3 separate regions of the Canis lupus genome follow, and all the other regions are linked to region 1. The links are chromatin contacts, called in public Hi-C maps. All regions are on one chromosome and are shown on one strand. Each heading gives the region's core, a stretch centred on a gene start, on an enhancer-like site or on the middle of the called end of the contact. The rest is flanking DNA. Distances are from core to core; before and after follow the strand shown.

Evidence for each region. A called contact is a pair of places that touch in the nucleus more often than the background predicts.
Region 2: a contact with region 1 is called in a Hi-C map of blood, with 5 times the contacts expected there. The contact joins two enhancer-like sites. A contact is called at or near these places in 3 of 9 Hi-C or Micro-C datasets (amygdala and blood).
Region 3: a Hi-C map of blood shows a contact between it and region 1, with 2.7 times the contacts expected there. The contact joins two enhancer-like sites. A contact is called at or near these places in 3 of 9 Hi-C or Micro-C datasets (all in blood).

Annotation. Positions count from the first base shown.
Region 1 is chr20:12,681,730-12,684,572 of UU_Cfam_GSD_1.0, forward strand. No RefSeq gene overlaps it. Among named protein-coding and RNA genes, the nearest start is that of BHLHE40, 41 kb to the right of the region's middle. Within about 2 kb of position 1,387, at least 14 of the 20 cell types and tissues checked have an H3K27ac peak or open chromatin away from gene starts, as enhancers often do. A contact at or near this core is called in blood, where this site is marked.
Region 2 is chr20:12,835,455-12,838,586 of UU_Cfam_GSD_1.0, forward strand. All of the region lies in intron 59 of ITPR1 (inositol 1,4,5-trisphosphate receptor type 1), which reads right to left. Among named protein-coding and RNA genes, the nearest start is that of BHLHE40, 110 kb to the left of the region's middle. Within about 2 kb of position 1,612, at least 12 of the 20 cell types and tissues checked have an H3K27ac peak or open chromatin away from gene starts, as enhancers often do. A contact at or near this core is called in blood, where this site is marked.
Region 3 is chr20:12,934,973-12,938,128 of UU_Cfam_GSD_1.0, forward strand. All of the region lies in intron 39 of ITPR1 (inositol 1,4,5-trisphosphate receptor type 1), which reads right to left. Among named protein-coding and RNA genes, the nearest start is that of ITPR1, 200 kb to the right of the region's middle. Within about 2 kb of position 1,424, at least 11 of the 20 cell types and tissues checked have an H3K27ac peak or open chromatin away from gene starts, as enhancers often do. A contact at or near this core is called in blood, where this site is marked.

The DNA.
Region 1 (2,843 bases), core at 137-2,636:
TCTCAAGGGGCTATTTACACTCTTGAAGATGGTGGAGGACCCTAATGAGCTTCTTTCACCTAAGCTGTATCTACCCGGAGTTGCCATTCTAGAAGTTAAGACAAATAACTTTTAAAAATATTGCCAGTTCATGGAAAATAGTAAATTTGACATATTGACATACGTTTGAGGAGAGTAGCTCTATTTTCTAAAACAAATGGAACTAATGAGCGGAATGGCACATTTTTGCAAATCTTCTTTAAATGTCTGCTTTAATAGAAGACAGCTGGATTCCCGTATCTGCTTCTGCAGTCCGTTGCAGCACCCCGTGTCTCGGGGTCTTTGGGAAACTCTAACTTGGGAGAGAAACAGCGACAAAGGCAGATACCCTCTTGCTATGGTCATGGAACTAGTTTTGGCGTTCAGACCCCTGGAAGGGTGGGCGTCCCCAGGCCGCGAGGGCCGGTGCTGTGAGGCGTGATGGAGAAGGGCCTCACAGCGCAGTGGCCTGTAGAGCAAGTTCTCAACGATCTGTCCCGGGTGGGAAGACTTCTCAGTTTAAATAACACAGAGGTTGTGCAGCGAGGGTGTCCATGTGACTTCTGGCCCCACCTTGGTCCTAGAGAAGCTGCGGGACGGTGGATAGGTCCCCTGCCCTCTCTGAGCCTCAGTTTCCCGGTGGGAGGAGCGCGCTCCCTAATATTCCAGCCCCACCCCCGCTCCCCGCCCCCATCCCCACCCCAAGTGCGTGGGAGGTCCCAGCGGGAACCTTAGCGTAATCCCGCGTTTGCCCAGCAGAGGGCGATGGAGACCGGCCCTGGCCGGACACCTTGCGCTCCGGGCCCTCGACCTCCCCACGCAGACCCGAGCTCCCCTCGCGATCGGGGCGGCCTCCTTGGCCCCAGCTGGCCCCCAGGTCTCGTAGGCGACCCGGGCCACCTCCCGGTCGCCCCCGGGGGCCAGAGCGCCCTTCATGTTGAGCCGCACGTGGTCAGCTTGGGACGCTCGCTCGGGAAGCCTGGGAAGAGCAGAGGGAGGGGAAGAACTGGTTTAGGCAAAGACACATTTTTCATTTGTCCCCCCCCCCCCCCCCCCCGCCCCCGGGCCTTTCGGTGAGGAGCCACCCAGGAGCTGTTGACTCCTCACAGGGAAAGCCGGGCGGGGCGGCCGGAAGGGAACAAGACGGAGCGCTGCGCCAGCTCTCCCAGGGGGCTGCCCGCCTGCAGGCGCGGGGCTGTGCTTGCATCAGCGCGGCCCGGACCGGGGCAGCGGCCGCCGGCGACGTCAGCCGCCTTCCCAGAAGAATTCCACTGCCTGCGGCCGGCCCGGCGGTGTGGGGGCGGGGGCTTTTGGTTTCGGAGGATGACACCACTCGCTAGCTGCATCTCCGGTTCGCGCTCTGTTGTCATGGAGACCACAGCATCTTGGCAGCTTGGGTGAGGCCAACCTGCCCGAGAAGTGACCCGGACCAGCTCAGGAAACCACCAGCCGGCCCAGTGACATGGGGCTGCAGGTCCTGGGCTCTCCCCTGGGGACGCCCTGCTGGGCCACCTTCCTTGTCATACAGGATTGTCAAGACTCCAAGCACCCTTGCCCAAAGGGCTTGGAAACAGCACCCCCCCCCCCCCCCCACTGCTCCAGCCCAAATAGAAAGAGGAGTCCTAAGACGGAATGTGCCTGGCAAAACAGACTTTTCAATCCTCTGAATTATTGTTTTTTTTTTTTTCTTATCTTTCTATGGAGCAGTTTCTTTCTTTCTTAAGATTTTATTTATTCATTCATGAGAGATGCAGAGATATAGGCAGAGGGAGAAGCAGGCTCCCTGCGGGGAACCCCGTAGGGGACTCCATCCTAGGACCCCTGGATCGTGACCTAAGTGGAAAGCAGACACTTAACCACTGAACCACCCAGGCGTCCCTTTGGAGCAATTTCTTAGGATTCTCTTTAGAATATTCACTGGCTTCATCCACATTCTGTGAAGCAGTGATTGTTTTAAGTCACTTAGGCAAGTTTATACGGAGCACCTAGAGTGTGCATTGAACTGATGCTTTTTTTTTTCTACTGCAATGAGACCAGGCATTCAGTCTTTAATTATGTGTTAGTAATGATTGAGAAGATCAGAGCACAAATAATCCTGAAGAAGGAATAAGAAATCTAGAATAATAATTTAAACGCAGCTGACTTTCACTGAACGCCCACCCTAGGTCAGACACTGGGCTAAATCCTCTAGAGTTACTTTACCACATTTGATAGTCTCTATTCTCTGAGGTGGGTTCCATCGTTTTGATCCACGCTTTGCAGATAAAGAAATGGAGGTACAAAGAGGTAAAGTAACTTGTCCATGTCCTACAGCTAGTAGTTTAATACTTAGTAGAATCATATCCCCGTCTGTAGTAGGCATTCAATATGATTGCACTCTGCTTTGGAAAGAACAGAGAGAGGGCAGTGTACACAAACATCCCAGGAAAAAACCTCATTCATTTGTGCTGTTTCCATCTAAGATTTATTATAATATGAAAGCAGGCAAAGGTAGGGTTCCTTTTTTTCTCCAAGGAGAGAAAAAAAGTTGCTAAGCAAATATTATAAACAAGGTGAGAATATTTTTATAGGACATTTTGGAGTTTAGAAACCACTTTGCTACCAAGGATCTAACTTCATCTCCACAACACTCGTCTTAGTCCCAGTTTAGAGGCATATTTCTTTTTCCCCACAGAAAACCTTTTAACCACTTAAAAAAAAAAAAAAAGTAGACTTTAAGGACACAAACCTAAACCACACATAATAGCCAAAAAGTGGAAACAACCCAACACATGCTATAACATGGATGACTTGAAGACATTATGCTAAGTGAGTTAAACCAGTCA
Region 2 (3,132 bases), core at 362-2,861, 150 kb after region 1:
CTCCCATGGAAGGAGAGTCCCTTAGTCCCTTTCCTCTCTGAAAGGTCTTTGAACAAATGCAAAATGCAGACCTCAGTAAACAACTGTTTGTTGAACATTTATAATTTCTGTGCCCAGCAGAGGGTTAAGTATTGAGGGTCTCAAGATGAGCAAGACCAGGTCCCTGCCCCCAACGTGCTTCAGTGCACAGACTGTCGTTACAAGGACGGTCCTAGGGCATGGTTCTTCACTTCTGAGAGCCTCCCCTCCCAAGCTGTGACCTGCCGGATGAATGAGTGTGGTCCACCAGTATTAGGAGGACTGCTATGGGCTGCTGTGCTCATCGTCTCAGTGGCTATGATGATGCACTCAGATCCCCTTTGCTTTTGCTTTACTTGGGCTTCCATGAGTGAGACACCCATCATCCTGGGGCATGAAGGTCCGGCCCAAGGGTATATAATGCCACAGACAGAAAATAATGCATCTTTTTTTTAGAATGCCCGTTTCACTGAATGGTAAATTATTGAAAATATTTTTATGTTAAACTCAAAATATGCCCTACAAAGAACATGACATTTAATCAAATTTTAAAAGTTAAATCCAAGATTTGAAAGAAATGTCCTATTTGCCTGAGGCCACTTTAGGCCACATACCCTGATCCTAGGGATAAACCTTCATTCTCCAGCTCAGTGGAGTCCTTGAGTGCAGAGCTGGAAAAGGATTTCTGGCTGATATTTCTGATATTTTCTGGCTACCGCCACACAGCTTCTCCCTCAGTGCTTTCCTCCAACTCTGATACATAACAATGCGATCTAAGATGGGGGAATCCCACTAAAATCCTAAACCACCGGAAAGCAGCTCAACTGCAGAAATTCAAGTAGTCCGGATGGCATGTATTTTTAGCTTTTCTGCACTGAAGCAGGTAAATCCCCAAATCTGAAATCCTCCGTGTTGCCAGTATTTTAATTAAATAATCATCCCGAGCTGTTAAGTCAAATCTCAAATTACCAAGGAGTACCTAGTGGTTATAATTAATTAGCAATTCTAGCCACACTGTTCTCTCAGCTTCCATTTGATTTTGCACCCTGCACAGTAGGATAAGCTCTGGTGCAGTGTAAGGTTGCTCACCGACTGCATCTCCCTCCGTAGAGAATCTAAGTCTCGAAGGGAAAATGCTTAGACGATCCCAATTACTAGTACAGGGGCAGAGAACACTTGAATCCAATCACTTTGTATTTAGCTTGGACTTTCATAGGAGATGGTGCGCCTGCTTGAGTGCTCTAGGATTCCAGGGGAGCCTGCAGTACACGGTGCTCCAGCTGGTCAGTCTGGAGGCCTCGAAGCGTTTGCAGCATCCTGCCTTTATGTGCACTGAAGATCCAAAACACGGCTCAGTGTCTTGGCTTCTGCATTTTTTGAGGAAATCATCTTCAACTGGCATTTTGTCTGTACGTGAATTTAGTGTGTGTGCACACGTGTGTGTGTGTGTGTGTGTGTGTGCAGGAGGGTGGAGTTGGGGGAGGCTGTGGGTTCAGGGAGCGTCTGTCAGCAGCATCTGTCGCTCTGGGCCTGAGACGTCCCCCGTGCCTGCCTGGCTCTCCTTGCTGCTGGCATCTCGCATACCAATGTCGTTAGGCACCGTCTGCCCTGGTCCTCCTACAATCCAGCCAGTGCAGTTCCCGGCACAGCAAGCGCTTCCTCTGTCAGAGCAGACAAACTGACTGAAGCCACAGCCGGAAGCAGGCTGACCACAAGTGCTAAAGTTCTGGTTAGTTCTTTTCTAGGTAAAGTTGGAAAAGTCCCTGCAAAGGCAAACATTGAAGTTTTAGACACGGGGGCGGTACTGACCTCTTGAAATGTCCTTGACTGGAAAGAAGGAGGGTGTGTGTGTGTGTGTGTGTGTGTGTGTGTGTGTGAGAGAGTGTGAGAGACAGAGAGGAGGAGGAGAGGAAGTTGGATTGTATGATGCAAATGCTAATCATTCTGAGAAGAGGTTTTTTTTTTTTTCTTCTTCCCAGGTTCAACTGAAGAGGCTGTTCTAAGAAAGACGACTGAGGTAATCAATTACCTTCCTCGGAGAAAGTCTGCTCAGGTAGCAGTTTGTTTACCATGTAAACAGTGGAGCATTTACTGTTGAAATAGCCGGACTAGAGATTTTGGATCTCTCGGTGGGGGGCACAGTGGGGGGCAGGAGGGCAAGAGAGATGGTGGGGGAGAGAAGATGGGTCCTGGGGAAGGAGACCTGTGGCTTGTCTCTCCCAGTCCCCTCTGAGGAGATTCAGAAAGGTAAAGACTGTCCCTTCAACTCACATGACAGATGTGTGTCTACTCATCTTACTGAGCAGGATGACAAACCAGGTTTTCCCAGAAAGCCTGGGACCGCAGGGGACAGGAGTGACTAGAGGAGGCAGGGGTGCAGGGGAGGACTGCGGGTAATCCTTAACTTTCCAAAAGCAAGAATACAGGACACTTCATGAACTTCAGATTACTTGCCCCTTTGGTGGGGAGGGGTGACTTTTTTTTACTGAAGGGGACTAAAATAATTCATTTTTAGGGCTCACTTTTCTGAGACCACAGCAAAACAAAACCCAGAATCTGTTGCTTTGGGTGAGAAACGGTGATAATGATCTCTAACTCTGCTCAGTGATTCTAAAATTGCTATTTATAGCAAATATTATACATTAAAAACAACTAAACTAAAAAAATGGATGCCAGCTATGGACACAGTAAGAAGATCAGGGGCTGGGGGGAGGGAAGGACGTCTTGGTGGAGCGCAGAGGATTTTTAGGGCAGTGAAGCTCTTCTGTTTGCTGCTGTAGTGCTGGATACAGGTCACTGTATAATTGTTAAAGCCTGTAGAAGGTACAACACCAAGGGTGAGCCCTAACGTAAACTGGTCTGTATTTAATCATGTGTCATATATTGGTTCATCAGTTAGAACAAATACACCGCAGTAATAAAAAATGTTAATAAGAGGGGAAACTATGTGTGTGAGTGTGGGGAGGGGAGGTAGGAAGGGAGCAATATACGGGAACCCTGTGCTTTCTGCTGTTTTTATGTAAACCTAAAACTGCTATAAAAAATAAAGTTCACTAAAAACAAGGGATCCCACACTTGGAATTTGTTGGCCAGTCCCAAGTCCAAAGATCCACT
Region 3 (3,156 bases), core at 174-2,673, 250 kb after region 1:
CAGTCACTATATTCAGGCGCTGATACCTCCAATCAAGGCAAAGTCTCCCAAACCAGCAAATGATGGAGAGTGGTTATTGAACTTAGAAACTCATGACTGTATTCTATTGCCTTTTCATATTTCTTCACTGATCTTATGTCTTCCCAGGGCTTTTAGATTAGGTCAGCAAATCTAACCAGAGGAAAAAGATTTCAAATGACTATCTTTGAAATAGAAATTCAAGGGATCCCTGGGTGGCTCAACAGTTGAGTGTCTGCTTTTGGCCCAGGTAGTGATCCCAGGGTCCTGGGATCAAATTGCACATCAGGCTCCCTATGGGGGGCCTCCCTCTCCCTCTGCCTATGTCTCTGCTCTCTGTCTCTAATGAATAGATAAATTCTTTAAAAAAAAAATCAAAATGAATCTCAAGTCACTGAATCCCAAGCAGCCACAAATTAAGGCACCAAAACTATGGTATTTTAATAGTAGCCAGGTATGTGTTTGTAAGAAACTGACACACTTGTTTGTAATATCTAACATACCTAACATTTTATTGAAGGATGAATTTTTACTATAAACAAAGGAAACCATACCTTCTCATCTTAAAAAAAAAAAAAAAGCTCTGAGTCTTCCTAGAGTTACTATTTCCGGTGTATGTACAACAGCACCCACTCACATACCTACGTACACTTCATGTATGCCTCCAACAGGCTAGCACAGACCACAGCCTTGTAAAAAAACCAAAAACAAACAAAAACACCTTTTGTCTTCTGCTGCCATCAACATAAATCATTCCATTAACCATGAGCTTCTAGAATTTTCTTTTGAAAGATGAAGTCTCCTTCCATGGACCATCCCCAGCAGAAGCTGAATACAGTTCAAGAAATGCAAATATGTTATAGCCCTCATATTCAGCACATCAAAGGGAACATATGAACTCCAGTACCCTTGAATCGGCCTCCAGTTCCTTTTCACCCACTCAAAACCTCAGAGGAGGGAAATCAACCAACCAGCCAACAGTGAACACACTTGCAAATATGTTTGCTGGGACCCATCCTTCCTGAGCCTTTGCAAACCCACCTTAAGAGATGAGAAAGCTTTAAAGAAAATTGAGTTAAAATATGTGATCTAGCATTTCAGAACAATTTTAAACTTTCACATCTGCTAACACAATGTCCTTTATTAACGGCATTTGTTTTTAGAAACAAAGAAGTAAAAATTTAGTCCCAATGATGTAGTTTCACCTTTACAGAACACGTTCATTGGAACTTAATAGCAAAATTCATTTTTAAAAAACACATTCTAACTTGACTAAACTATACAATTTCAGTCATTGTGTAATAATCTCAGTATCAAAACGCACACACACATAACTCCCCCAAATCCTCCTGCAATAGCTTCTGTGCGCTCTGAGTGGAGCTTGCTTGCTCTATGGTTGCTAGTGTCTAACAGTAAACAGCCCCGCTGCATTTATTGGCAATTACTGCTGAAGGTCACACATCAGCAGTGAGCCTAAATTCCAGGAAAAAAAGCAGCTCTTATGTAACTGCCGCCTGAATGTTGGCAGGTGCCCAACCCAGCAGTTCACAGCAATGTAAAAAAGTAGGACACCTCTAGCCTGGGTTGGATGTCATGAGAACGCCCCCTGAAGGTGAAATTTAATAATTCTTGTGTTTCTTCCCCCCCCCCCCCCACCACCACTCCCCCTGAATTTTACAAAATTCTCCATCAGTAGCATACTTTGCTTGCAGAAGCACCTCAAGGTGGGATAAATTGAGGGCTCACTTTAAGCAGGCTGCAGCCACCCTGAACAAGTGGGAATGCCACTCTAGCTTTTCTGTTGCAATGCAGGAAGGCCATGTTGCTAGCTGACACCAGAGGCTCTGGAGATTTCATGGTTCCAAGTGACAATGATTAAATGGGGATCATATCTCAGACATGAAGAAATGCAGCATGTCCCACTGAGCACATACTTTCTAAACATACCATTCCCTTCAACAGACACATACATGAAAATGAGGTGGATTACTGTTTTGCCTACCACTTCCACCTCAGGTTTGAGTATTGGATTGAAATCATCTGTTCCGTGAGCACAGCACTTTACAGTTTAGAAAGGTGATTCACACGATTACCTGCTGGTGCTATCCACCTGGTGCTTGTTACCTGACTTTCCTGTTCGGGCAGAAGTTCCCAAACTATAGGTGTTCAACCCCCTGCACTTCTCCATTCTAGCAATTCTCATGATTGACAGCTGCCACTGAACATTAGTTTGTACTGCTGCCCATCTCCTCCACAAAACTGTGAATTTCAGAAGGGCAAATGCTATGTCTACTTGGAGGCACCAACATATTCATACCCCCTCACACCATGCCTGGAAGGTAACAGGCACTCAAATATTAGTCATATATTGGATGTCTTTAGCATTAATTGGTATCTGTTTAAAGCCAGAAGTGAGTACATGGGAATCTTCTGGGGATGATGGAAACATCTCCTATCTTGATTTGTGTGTATACATATATAGCAATTGATCAAGCTATAAACATTAAAAAAGAAAAAACCCTCCTCTTCCTGGTTTCAAATGAAATTTTGTCCTAGAAGACAACTAGGAGGGCTCCATACCATGACCTTTCCTTACAGAGACTCCGAACTCTGTCCTCATTTCACCCTGATTTCTCAGAGCACTGACAAGAGACACGGAGGCACTATGCTTTTTCACGAGTCTTTCACAGTACATCTCCTTCCTTGAGATGCCCAAGTGGCCTCTATCATCAAAAGGCAGTGGTCCTCCCCCAATCAGGGTTTCACGGGATCACCATATATGCCTCACACTATTTCAGGGGTGATTCCCCACAATGTTTAGAATTGAACACTGGTTTGCAAGCTAGGTGTGAGGCTTTGCCTGTATCCTGAGCCAGCAAGAACTCTCATTAAACTTCTGCTGAAACTCCAGCTGTGGACTGCAGGTTTCCACCAGCATACACTGACAAAAAGCTTGGTAAGAGGAGAAAACACAGGAGCTGCTTAGTTTCTAGAACAGCCATTGATGAAAAAGGCCAATCAGCCATCTCTGTTTAGAGGACCAGATCCAACAGCCTGCGGGACTGGGGACATAGTGCTGGTGTCCCAGGGTTCTGACGGTTGCCAGGGGCAACAACGAAGAGGGGATCCGCAGTTGCT